2 separate regions of the Danio rerio genome follow, and region 1 is linked to region 2. Evidence: chromatin contacts called from public HiCAR-type data. All regions are on one chromosome and are shown on one strand. Each heading gives the region's core, a stretch centred on a gene start, on an enhancer-like site or on the middle of the called end of the contact. The rest is flanking DNA. Distances are from core to core; before and after follow the strand shown.

The links. HiCAR-type assays count read pairs that join an accessible place to other places.
Region 1: a HiCAR-type map of caudal fin shows a contact between it and region 2, with 4 times the contacts expected there. The contact joins the promoter of serf2a here to the promoter of pex11a in region 2. A contact is called at or near these places in 1 of 18 Hi-C or Micro-C datasets (embryo) and 2 of 4 datasets of contacts at active chromatin or transcription factors (caudal fin and embryo).

What each region holds. Positions count from the first base shown.
Region 1 is chr18:27,180,141-27,185,669 of GRCz12tu, forward strand. serf2a (small EDRK-rich factor 2a) reads left to right here and starts at 1,643. Exons shown (of 3, transcript NM_001172661.1): 1 at 1,643-1,762; 2 at 3,255-3,363; 3 at 3,448-3,950. The coding sequence starts at 1,756. The coding sequence ends at 3,517. It overlaps rasef2 (RAS and EF-hand domain containing 2), which reads right to left. Exons shown (of 17, transcript NM_001089427.1): 17 at 3,870-4,346. The coding sequence ends at 4,244.
Region 2 is chr18:26,970,736-26,975,563 of GRCz12tu, forward strand. pex11a (peroxisomal biogenesis factor 11 alpha) reads left to right here and starts at 2,787. Exons shown (of 3, transcript NM_001103120.1): 1 at 2,787-3,188; 2 at 3,290-3,405. The coding sequence starts at 3,133. It also overlaps a transcript of gnrhr4 not described here.

The DNA of each region.
Region 1 (5,529 bases), core at 393-2,892, 210 kb after region 2:
CTACATATAAATGGGTACTAATATAAATTCACAGTGTGCTTTAATACTAACATGACAGTAATGTTTATATCCATTCCTATATTTTATTATATTAGTGTCTGGGATACAGCAAGTTCAGAGACTGTAATGATTATTTTGTAAAATATTGACTTTAATGTGTGAAAGTCAGCTACTGAGGTTGGGTTACTCCATTTAAATGAGGCTTGAACCCAGAAATAGGGTTCTAACCTGTATATTCCATACAAAAAAATGAAGAATGTTCAGTGTTCTAAAAGGCTGTAGCTCTCACAGAAGAAAAAATTATTCCAGTTAGCCATAATGTTTCTGGGTTTTCGAAGTAGCCCTGCATAAGCTTTCAGTGGAGGAACAAAAACTTTTCAATTTTCTTTTCAATTTCAATATTAAATGTCATTAATTGTGTTCCGAGGATGAATGGAAATCTTATTGGCTTGAGGATAAGCAATTTATGACAATGTATTATTTTTATTTATGCGGAGTGAACGGTCCTTTTAAGACGGGAACTTGACCCCACCTACTGGTGGTTTAGTGTATTTATCTAATGACAGGATTAAATTAGGCTTTGCACAAAAACACTCACCAAAAAAAAAAAAGAAAAAAAATATTATGGAAGTCAGGTTACTAGTTTCCGCCTTCATTAAACTGTGTGTTTAACAAAAGAAAGGTGCGAAAAAATTAAAGTTGCGTAAATGACCATTACATTTTTTTGGGTGAACTATCCCTTTAAACATGTAGGCTAAATGCTAATGTTTTAGAGTCCGGGAAAATACTGCAGTTCAGGCCCCGACTGACAGCAATTACACGGTGTCATTATAGGCTGTTGGTGGCTCAAAAATTCATCAACTTCCTCTTCCTCAAATTAGGCCTATCAGTAGTTATTTTTGTTGGTCATAATCCATACTGTAGGCTTTAGGCCCTACTTTATATCAAAGTTATGATATTGATAAGAATTGTTATTATGGTTCTAGCATTGTTTAACGGCAAATAAAAAGTTCTTGTCATTTTATTTCCATTTTCTTAACTTTGGCAAATAAGATTGCAAAGTTGTTTGGTTCATTGTTCACTCTCAGCAAAACAATAATTAAAATTACACGTAAAAATAATGTAACGTTAACTAAAAATATCAATATAAAAACAAAATTCAAGAAGCATGAAAAAAATCATACTTACCCAAGAAAGAAACATTTCTTATCAATTAATCTAAAGTTTAATTAAATTACACAAGTCTATAAAATTGGAATTTTACGCAACTTTAAAATTTGTTTGTAAAACTAAAATTTCCCAGCTAGCCAAACAAATTTCTCGGTGACTTCTAAATCTAATTACGACTTTTGGTTTTCAAAATAACAAAACATTCTTAAAGTGCAAATTACCATTCATATGACCCTTGGAAAAGCAGCATGAACTTAAATCATTCCAAAACAATGATGATACATTCCATGGGGAAAAAACCCGTGACAAACGATCACACTCATTTTTACAAAAGGTGCAAATATCAGTAACATTCCAATATTTGGACTATCATCCCACATCCCAGTTTAACCCTGTACCTGACGTCACACCTCACATATCCAATCAGATGTTTGCTGCTTCCTGTGCAGAATGAGATCTCGCGATGCTGTGGTGGAATCATCCAGAGTGAGTTCAACGCCAGACAGGGAAGGTAGTTTGTGGTTCGGCAATAAAATAGCGGCCCTTTGGGTGAGCTAATCTGAAAACTGGACTAACTGATCAAAGATGACGAGTGAGTATATAAACTGATCTCACTTGAGTCATTATAGCAGTATTTAGATGGACAAACGTTATGAAGCATTTGGGATTGACCGATTCAATTTTAAACTTAATGGTTAACAGTTTAAAGTTACCGTTAGTTAATGAATGCAGCTGTTTTCCACAGAGTTCAGCACATCTGAATATGTTATAGGTGCCATTTCGTTGTGTACATGTTAGTGTCACCATAATACAGCGCACACACCCCTTTCAGCTTTGACAGAGCTAGTCGTATTAAGTGTATATTGCATTCATTTCTCTTATTAAATCTTTGGAAACAAAAAGGTTGAGATCCATTATGATTAGGCGTTATTAAAATACGTTTTTAGCATATTGTGTGCCATGTGTATGTTAAGCCATGGTATGTTGTTAGTGATAACAATGTTCGAGCAAAGAGGCAAACAGAACACCACCTGTTTTAATCAACACAATATGTAGGCTAGTTGTGGGTCGGTCCAAAATTAAATACTGCTATATTGTTATTCGAATTAAATTATTTTATAAATAAAATCGTTATATTGTGTAACCAATTAGCACTGCATGATATTGAAAAAAGTTTTTGGAACAAAGATATTGGAAAAGACATTGCCATTTTTTTTCTCTGGAATACATATTGCAAAGGTAGTTAGTCAAAATTATTAGCGCCTCAGATTTTTTTTCCCCTTTTCTAAATATTTCCTAAATGTGTAACAGAGCAAGGACATTTTCACAGTATGTCTGATAATTTCTTTCTTTCTTTTGATAAAGTCTTTCGTTTAATTTTGACCAGAATAAAAGCAGTTTTTAATAATAATAAAAAAACCTAATAATTCTGATTTCAACTGTATAGGATAATGTAATATATTGCGATAAAGTTTAACCAAATGACTAACCCTTTTTGTAAAAACTTTAGATTGATTGCAATGATTTTATAGGTGTGAAATAAATATTTGAAATAACAATACAATCAAACAATGGAGCAAATTATTAAGTGAAATAATGATTTATGGTTTCCTGTGGACAGTCTAACAGTATTTGTTTACAGATAGTGAAAATTCAAATGTAAATTAATGCCTGTATAGCATATAGTTAAAAGAAATAGTCTTCATAAAGATTTTCAATAAAATTCATCTTTAAATTTAACTTTATGCTCTTAAAAGGTTTATATGGGCACTGGCCTTAAAACCCCTGCAGACAATTAACATTCATTCTATTGTCCTTAAATTCTCTGTCTAGAGAAAATATCTATGCTCAAACAATATATTGTGTAGCCCTACAACCAAAAGTTAAATTTAAGTTTAACACAAAATGCTCCTTGAAATATGACCAATACAAATGTAAATGATTTCACAGCATGTTGAATTACAATAACTAATTCCATGTCTTAAAAAAAAAAAAAAAAAAAAAAATAGAAGTAAAAACATGTTATGAAGACTAAAAGATATGGTCCAGTCAGACCAGATAACTTAAACATTATCTTCTTTTAGGGGGAAATCAGCGTGAACTTGCTCGCCAAAAGAATGTCAAAAAACACAGTGATATGCAAAAGGGCAAGAGAAATGACGACGGTTTATCTGCTGCTGCCAGGAAGCAGAGGTAAGCTGTAATGCACGTCTAACTTAAACTAGATACAGTTATGGGACATTTAACGCCACTTTCATACATTATTTTTCTTTATAGAGATGCAGAAATAATGCAACAGAAGCAAAAGAAAGCCCACGAAAAAGGGGATTCTAAAGCCAAACAGTAGATGTCAACAAACCCTCTGGACAGATCCAAGCCATCTTATTTATGAATGCCATAAGTCTATAGTGGGGTTTTGGTCTCAATTCAGAAGCCCCTTTGTTGGTACTTTCCATTGTATTGCACCGGTTTGAGACATGTACACAGTAAAAGTGTAAATTGACCTACTTTTCTTGATCAGTATTTACCATGTAAAGAAACAAGAACAAAATACATATTGGAACCACATACACTTGCATTTTTAAATCTCATTCCTTATTAATATCAACTTAAAATTGTTAAATAAATGTCGCTCAAATCAGAGTTTGTTCTAAAGCAGTGTTCTTTGTGCTGCCTAATAAAGACTTCCAGACCTTGGATTTGGATTTAAATGTAAAAGTTTTATTTGTAAATCTGTCACAATAACTACAACATATAAATAATAAAACAAAAACAAAAAACAAACACTGAACCCTGAAGTGATTTGATCATTTGTAGGCAAATGCACAAGTATACATTTGATCAGTGTGCTTTTAAAAAAACAAAAACAAAATGCAAATGAAACATCCAAAGCTGTATAAAATGGCTTAAAATTTACAATTAATAAAACAAATAATATATTATAAACTTTTTTTTTCTAATAAAAAGGACTTGATTTCACAAAGTGCAATACTTATTTTAAAAAAAATTATAATAAATTGTTAGCTTAACTAAGCACTGACACTAAAATAAAAGACAAGTAAACAAACAAGACTTAAACTCCACAGCAGTTGCTCAGGGTCTTCCTCCGTTTGTGAAGACTCAGCTTGACCTGTGACTCTGACCTCCGGCCCAGTTTAACATGTTTCTTTACTTCTCTGTAATGATGAGGATTCAGAAGACATTAAAAACCTTTAGATTTTAAAGCGTTGTAATAGGGCTTTCTACACTGAGCTTACCCTGGGACAAACACATACTTTTGGAAAGCAAGGAAACTTGGCACAAAAATTAAGCAGTACTTCAATTAATTTTTAATTCAGTTTAATATTTGTTTTATAGCCTATAGCCAGGTGCATCATGGGAAATGGTTATGAGTTAGTTTGTGTTATATTAGTTAGTTAGTGTTATTAGTTAGTTAAAATACATGGATTGTTGTGTTAATTACTATGCGTTTATTGGCTTCTGTGATTTAGGGCCCAATATTAGGCCTGCCACGATAAGTCACTTTTGTTATCGCGATAATTTCTATGACAATATACCGCGCAAGTATTATTATTGTCATTTTAAGACCATTTTATAAACAGACTAAAATGTAAAATTGCTGATTATATAACAGCATATAAATAGTCAAACACATTCAAGGGTGAAAAACATGTTTGTTTTTAAAGGAAAAAAAAAAAAAAAAAAAAAATCACCTATTACCCTTCATTGCACCTTATCGGTTCAGTAATAAATGTTAGATAGATAGTAGTAGATGAATAGATGAAAAATAGCTGTTCTTTAGTGACCGCGTCACTGGCTCTTACGATCATCCCTGTTCACCAAGCAATTACAGTTATTTCCATTGAGCGAGTGAACAATGGCCAATCATAAGTGTCAAAGGTCTCACCAGTGCTCAAAAACTAAACGGGATTATATTAGAAAACATTGTTTGTAGAAAGAGTTGAACCCGTATACCTCCAATGACGATTAGATGACAGAAGCTGCGCAATCAGCAAAAACTTAGAAGAAATTTCATTTAAAAAAGTTAAATCATGATGGATGATATACATTGCGCCATCATAAATGATTGAAGTCATGTAAACGTATTGCAAGATATGCCGATAAATTGATTGTATCAGGCCTACATATTATTTGATTTACAAAATATTAACCATCACCATCAACAAGGGTAGCACCCTTGTGGTGTGGCCCCATTAGAGGCTGTTCATGTTCTGAGCTCAGAATAAAAAGGTTAACTGACCAGTGCTGCCTCCCAGGTTATATTAAATTGTTCTCATAGAGATAGAAAATATTAAGGCAACTTATTTATTTTTCATTGGTTCAATTGAAAATTTAAAT
Region 2 (4,828 bases), core at 1,537-4,036:
GTCTGTTAGAATAACTTCATGTAGGTCATGACCTCTGAATTTAGGAAACTGTAGACCAGGGGTGGCCAACCCTGTTCCTGGAGAGCCACCTTCCTGCAGATTTCAGTTGCTACCCATATCAAACACACCTGAACCAATTAATTAGGAAGTGAACACCACGTGATAATTACAGGCAGGTGTATTGGATATGGGTTGTAACTGAAATCTGCAGGAAGGTGGCTCTCCAGGAACAGGGTTGGCCACCCCTGCTGTAGACTGTTCTTTAATGTTGATCACCACAAGATTAATCAAAACATCTTGATATCTATGATGCATCCTTAAAGGCAGACACTCGCCTTTAGTCAGCTGTTTTCAACAAATTGCTTGAATGAATTATTAAATTGATTGCTGCCACTTACCGGCAGCTTAACTGCCATATTATCCTTGACATGCCTAAATGAGCTAAGATACACCAGCACAAACACACTCATAAAAATATTGTCTTATTATCATGATCAAAAGCACCTTTAAACTTCAGTAGTTCCAGGAATACAGTTTGTCAGATTTATAACCCCCCTTGAATTATTAGCCCCCCCTGTTTATTTTTTTCCTCAATTTCTGTTTAGCCAAAAGATGATTTTTTTTCAGCACATTTAATAAATAATTTCTAATAACTGATTTATTTTATCTCTGCCATGATGACAGTACATAATATAATAATAATAATAATAATAATAATATTTGACTTTACATTTTTCAAGACACTTATTTACAGCTTAAAGTGGCATTTAAAGGCTTAACCAGGTAATTAGGTTAACCAGGCAGGTTAGGGTAATTAGGCAAGTTATTGTATAATGATGGTTTGTTCTATTTCTATGGGAAAAGAAATAGCTTAACGAAGCAACTAATTTTGTCCTTAAAATGGTGTTTAAAAAATTTAAAACTGCTTTTATTTTAGCCAAAATAAAACAAATAAAACTTTATCCAGAAAAAATATATATATTATCAGACATACTGTGAAAATGTCCTTGCTCTGTTAAACATCATTTGGGAAACATTTAAAAAAAGAAAGAAAAAAAAATCAAAGGGGGGTTAATAACTTCTATTGTACCTCATTAATGTCACTCTTATGCACACAAATGTGCTGCCAAATCAGATCTGTTTCATTCTTTCAAAACCATTTAATGTATTAATATAGTCTGAAACAACTGGAAATTACAATAAGGCTGATCAATAATAAGATTCAATATCACAAAATGTCACAGAATACTTAATATAGGCAGGCTTTTTCCTGAACTGCATTTAAAAATGCCACATCTCAACCTTGAAATGAACTAATTTTTGATTGAGGTAAGTTTGGGTGGTGTGGGCAAAGACGTTATTTATAAGATTCACTAAATATATTATGAGACTAAAAATGAGGTGGTTTCTTGATTAAACACTGCCCTCTGCAGGTCTGATCGGACTGATCACAGTATGAGAGCACACACTGAGTTTTATTTAAATAAAAGTAATTTATATGCAGTATACGCCATCTGACAGTGTGCAAACATATGAAGTCAATTGCATTCTTATATGTAGAAAGTATGATTTTAATCATCTGAAAGGAATGACTGCCAGCATCGATGAACTCTAGATTTAATCTTATCATTTTGAACTTAAGGTCAATATTCAAACACGACACCAGCTTAATAAAATAATAATGTGAACAATATCAAATATTCTCTTTCAGGGTCCAGATCAGAAATTATATTAATAAAAAACTAATTGAAGAAGTAAAATGTAACAGGTCACATCAAAGAGAATAACCAAATGGAAGAAATGCGTCACAGATTCACTTTAAATTTAATAGTTTAAATCACTATGTGAATAATAAAAGGCATGAATTGTCAAAATGAGTCTGTTGTGTGACTTTTATGTGAGGTCTCACGTATCTAAAACTGTGATTGTATACTGTGATTGTTTATATATTATTCATAGCAAAACAATCCAGAGTACTAGTTGATGAAAATAAAGTTTATATATACTTAAATAGAAGATTTTTTTCAACACAATTCTATTACTTTATCATGTACACCTGTTCATGTTCACCTGTTCAACAGCTTGTTGAAGTACTCTAATAATCAGTCGTATTGGCAGCAACGTAATTCATTCAATCATTCATAGTTTGTTAAACTGCATAATGGCACTGGCAGATTATGCTAAAAACAAAGAATTATGCCTACCTGAACTTATTTCTCTAAAACACACCATAGCTTATTTGTCAGTCGCATGGCAGTGGTTCAAATTATCAAGCGGAATCAAGCATTGGCCTTATTTCACATTGGGGCGTGGTTTGCGCTTAACTGAGGGAGAAGAATCACGCTGATTGGTTGGTTAAATCAGGAAGTGGCACTGTTGTGACTTGTCCGTCGTCCAAAAACATCCGATAAAATACCCGAGCTCCGAATTTGTAAACACTTAATTTTACCATTATCTAAAAATGATATATTAAATACCACAATAAATAGTATTGTATATATTGGAACACAACTTTTAATAAATTAATACGCGAATGATGCGATTCGGGTCAATGAAACATGTCAAATGATTCAAAGACTCAAACGATTCGTTCACGAATTGCTCAAAGCGAAGAGAGCTAAAAGTACGGCACAAAGCTGTCCATCACTGCATATAAAAACTATGCAAATAAAACGTGCTGGTATAATGTTTATGATTCTAATATTATCTGCAACAGTTATTTAATTACGTTCAGTCGCAAGGCAGGTGAATGGTTTTAAACTGCTCAAAAGAACCGACTCCACAAAATGAATCGGACTTTCATTGCCCGTCATAAGAAGCTTTTTATAGTGTCGTGCATTTTGAATCGCTTATTATTACTTAGATCGAAACCACGATCGCTTTTATAAACACAGCAAGATATTTGTTTACTAAAAAGGGTCGTGAAGTTTGTTCGATGGTTTCAACAGTGTGTCTTTGTACAGTGTGGTGCATGAACTTTCACCCCTGTTCCTACAGTCGACAAGGATCGTGTCTGACAGGACACACACACATGGTTTAGTATGAATTGCGCTTTGGTGCTTTAGTTATTTATTCCCGAAAGAATCTCTTTTGCACAGTATTGTTTCACGGTAAGTTAGTTGTTTCAGCCACATGGAAACTTTCATCAGCTTCACGAACCAAAGTCAAGGAAGGGATCGCATTTTCAGGTCAGTCTCTTGTCATCTGTCAAAAACGACATTGAGTTAAAATTACGTGGCATAAAATGAGCTAGACTGTGCCTAAACGTTCATATGTTTGTTTTCTTTAGGGCAACACAATATGCATGTGCTTTGGCGAAATACCTTCTGAGAAATGAAGCGAAAAGAAAAGAGCTGGCGAAAAAGCTGCAGTTGCTGGAGTCTAATATGAGCTCGGGGCGAAAGCGTAAGAATGCTGTTACATAATATAAAAACACTCACAAAAACGTTCAGTTCTTTGTCAGTACTACCTGTCCAACATAGGATAATAAATTATTAGACAATGTTTAAGTATTCTCAGTTAGTAATATTTTTTTTCCATTTTTACATGTATAGTATCTTTACAGTTCACACAAGAAACCATTGTGATTAATTACTGAAAGATTCCTTTCACGTTAAATGTGCAAATGAATGTATGTGCCCATGGCTACAATTAAAGTACCCCTATTATGCTAATTGAAAGGTTCCTAATTTTGTTATGGGGATCTACTAAGAATCACAAGTAAAAAAAAAAATAATAATAATTTTCTCATAATGTATACAGCTTTCAAGTCTTTTCATGCAGGAGCTGTGTCCCAGTTCAGAAATCACATTTTTTCACTAGACAACTAGGGCTGTGCGATTAATCAATTCACAATTATGATTTGAAACGTGCGCTAATCGCAAGAGGCTGCGATATGAAATGTAATGTATATTATTTAATTTCCCCCATTCAGAGCAAATGCTGACTGCTGTCAATGTGTCTTACTATGTGACAGTCTTACTAGCCAATTAAGTGAGTACACTTTTGTATTGCCCAATCAGAATTGTGCAATGGAACAATGTGGAACTCCCACCATAAAAAACAAAAAAAACAAACAAACAGGAAAGCGCAGACGAGTGGGATGAAGGTGTCTGCTCCTTCAGAAGCATTAATAGACTAATTAATATAAATGTAAAAACAGCATTGGTAATATGCAAATATTTTGGTTTTAAAGTCACAGACACTGAACAAAAACAGGTCATTTGTATGAGCTGTCACAGAATTGTTGCCAGCACGAGGAAATACAACCAGCACCTAAAAACACCACAGGGGGCTATATAAGGAGTGTAAAGTATTGGCAGTGACACTAGCAACAACAAAGTACAATTTCAGTTGTTTGCGGCTGTTATACCATATGAAAAAACATCACACAGGCACCAGCAGATAACTAAAATAACTCACAACCTCGCTAAGTACACGGTGCCTTTTAATGCAGTGACCATTTAAAAAAATTGGATTTAAAAACCCAAATGCTGGATAGGAAATATACACTTCTGTATCATAAATTTTTTTGCTATTTTGCACTATCACAGCTGTACGTTGAATGTCCTGATATTTTGTGTAGCATCTGTGAATTGTTTTGTTTTTAGATTATATAAGCTACATAAAGCCTCTTATTAGCCGTGTTTGTTTACTGACTGTTTGCTGAATTTTTATAATTATATATTTTTATTACTATCTCCCTAATTTGAGTTGAACTTAAGGTCACTTTATTGGTGCTTACTGTTTGGTTTAGAGAAAAATGCAGTGTTAAATTTCTTAATATTTAAAAACTATTTTTATATAAAAGTAAATTAATATATTTCCA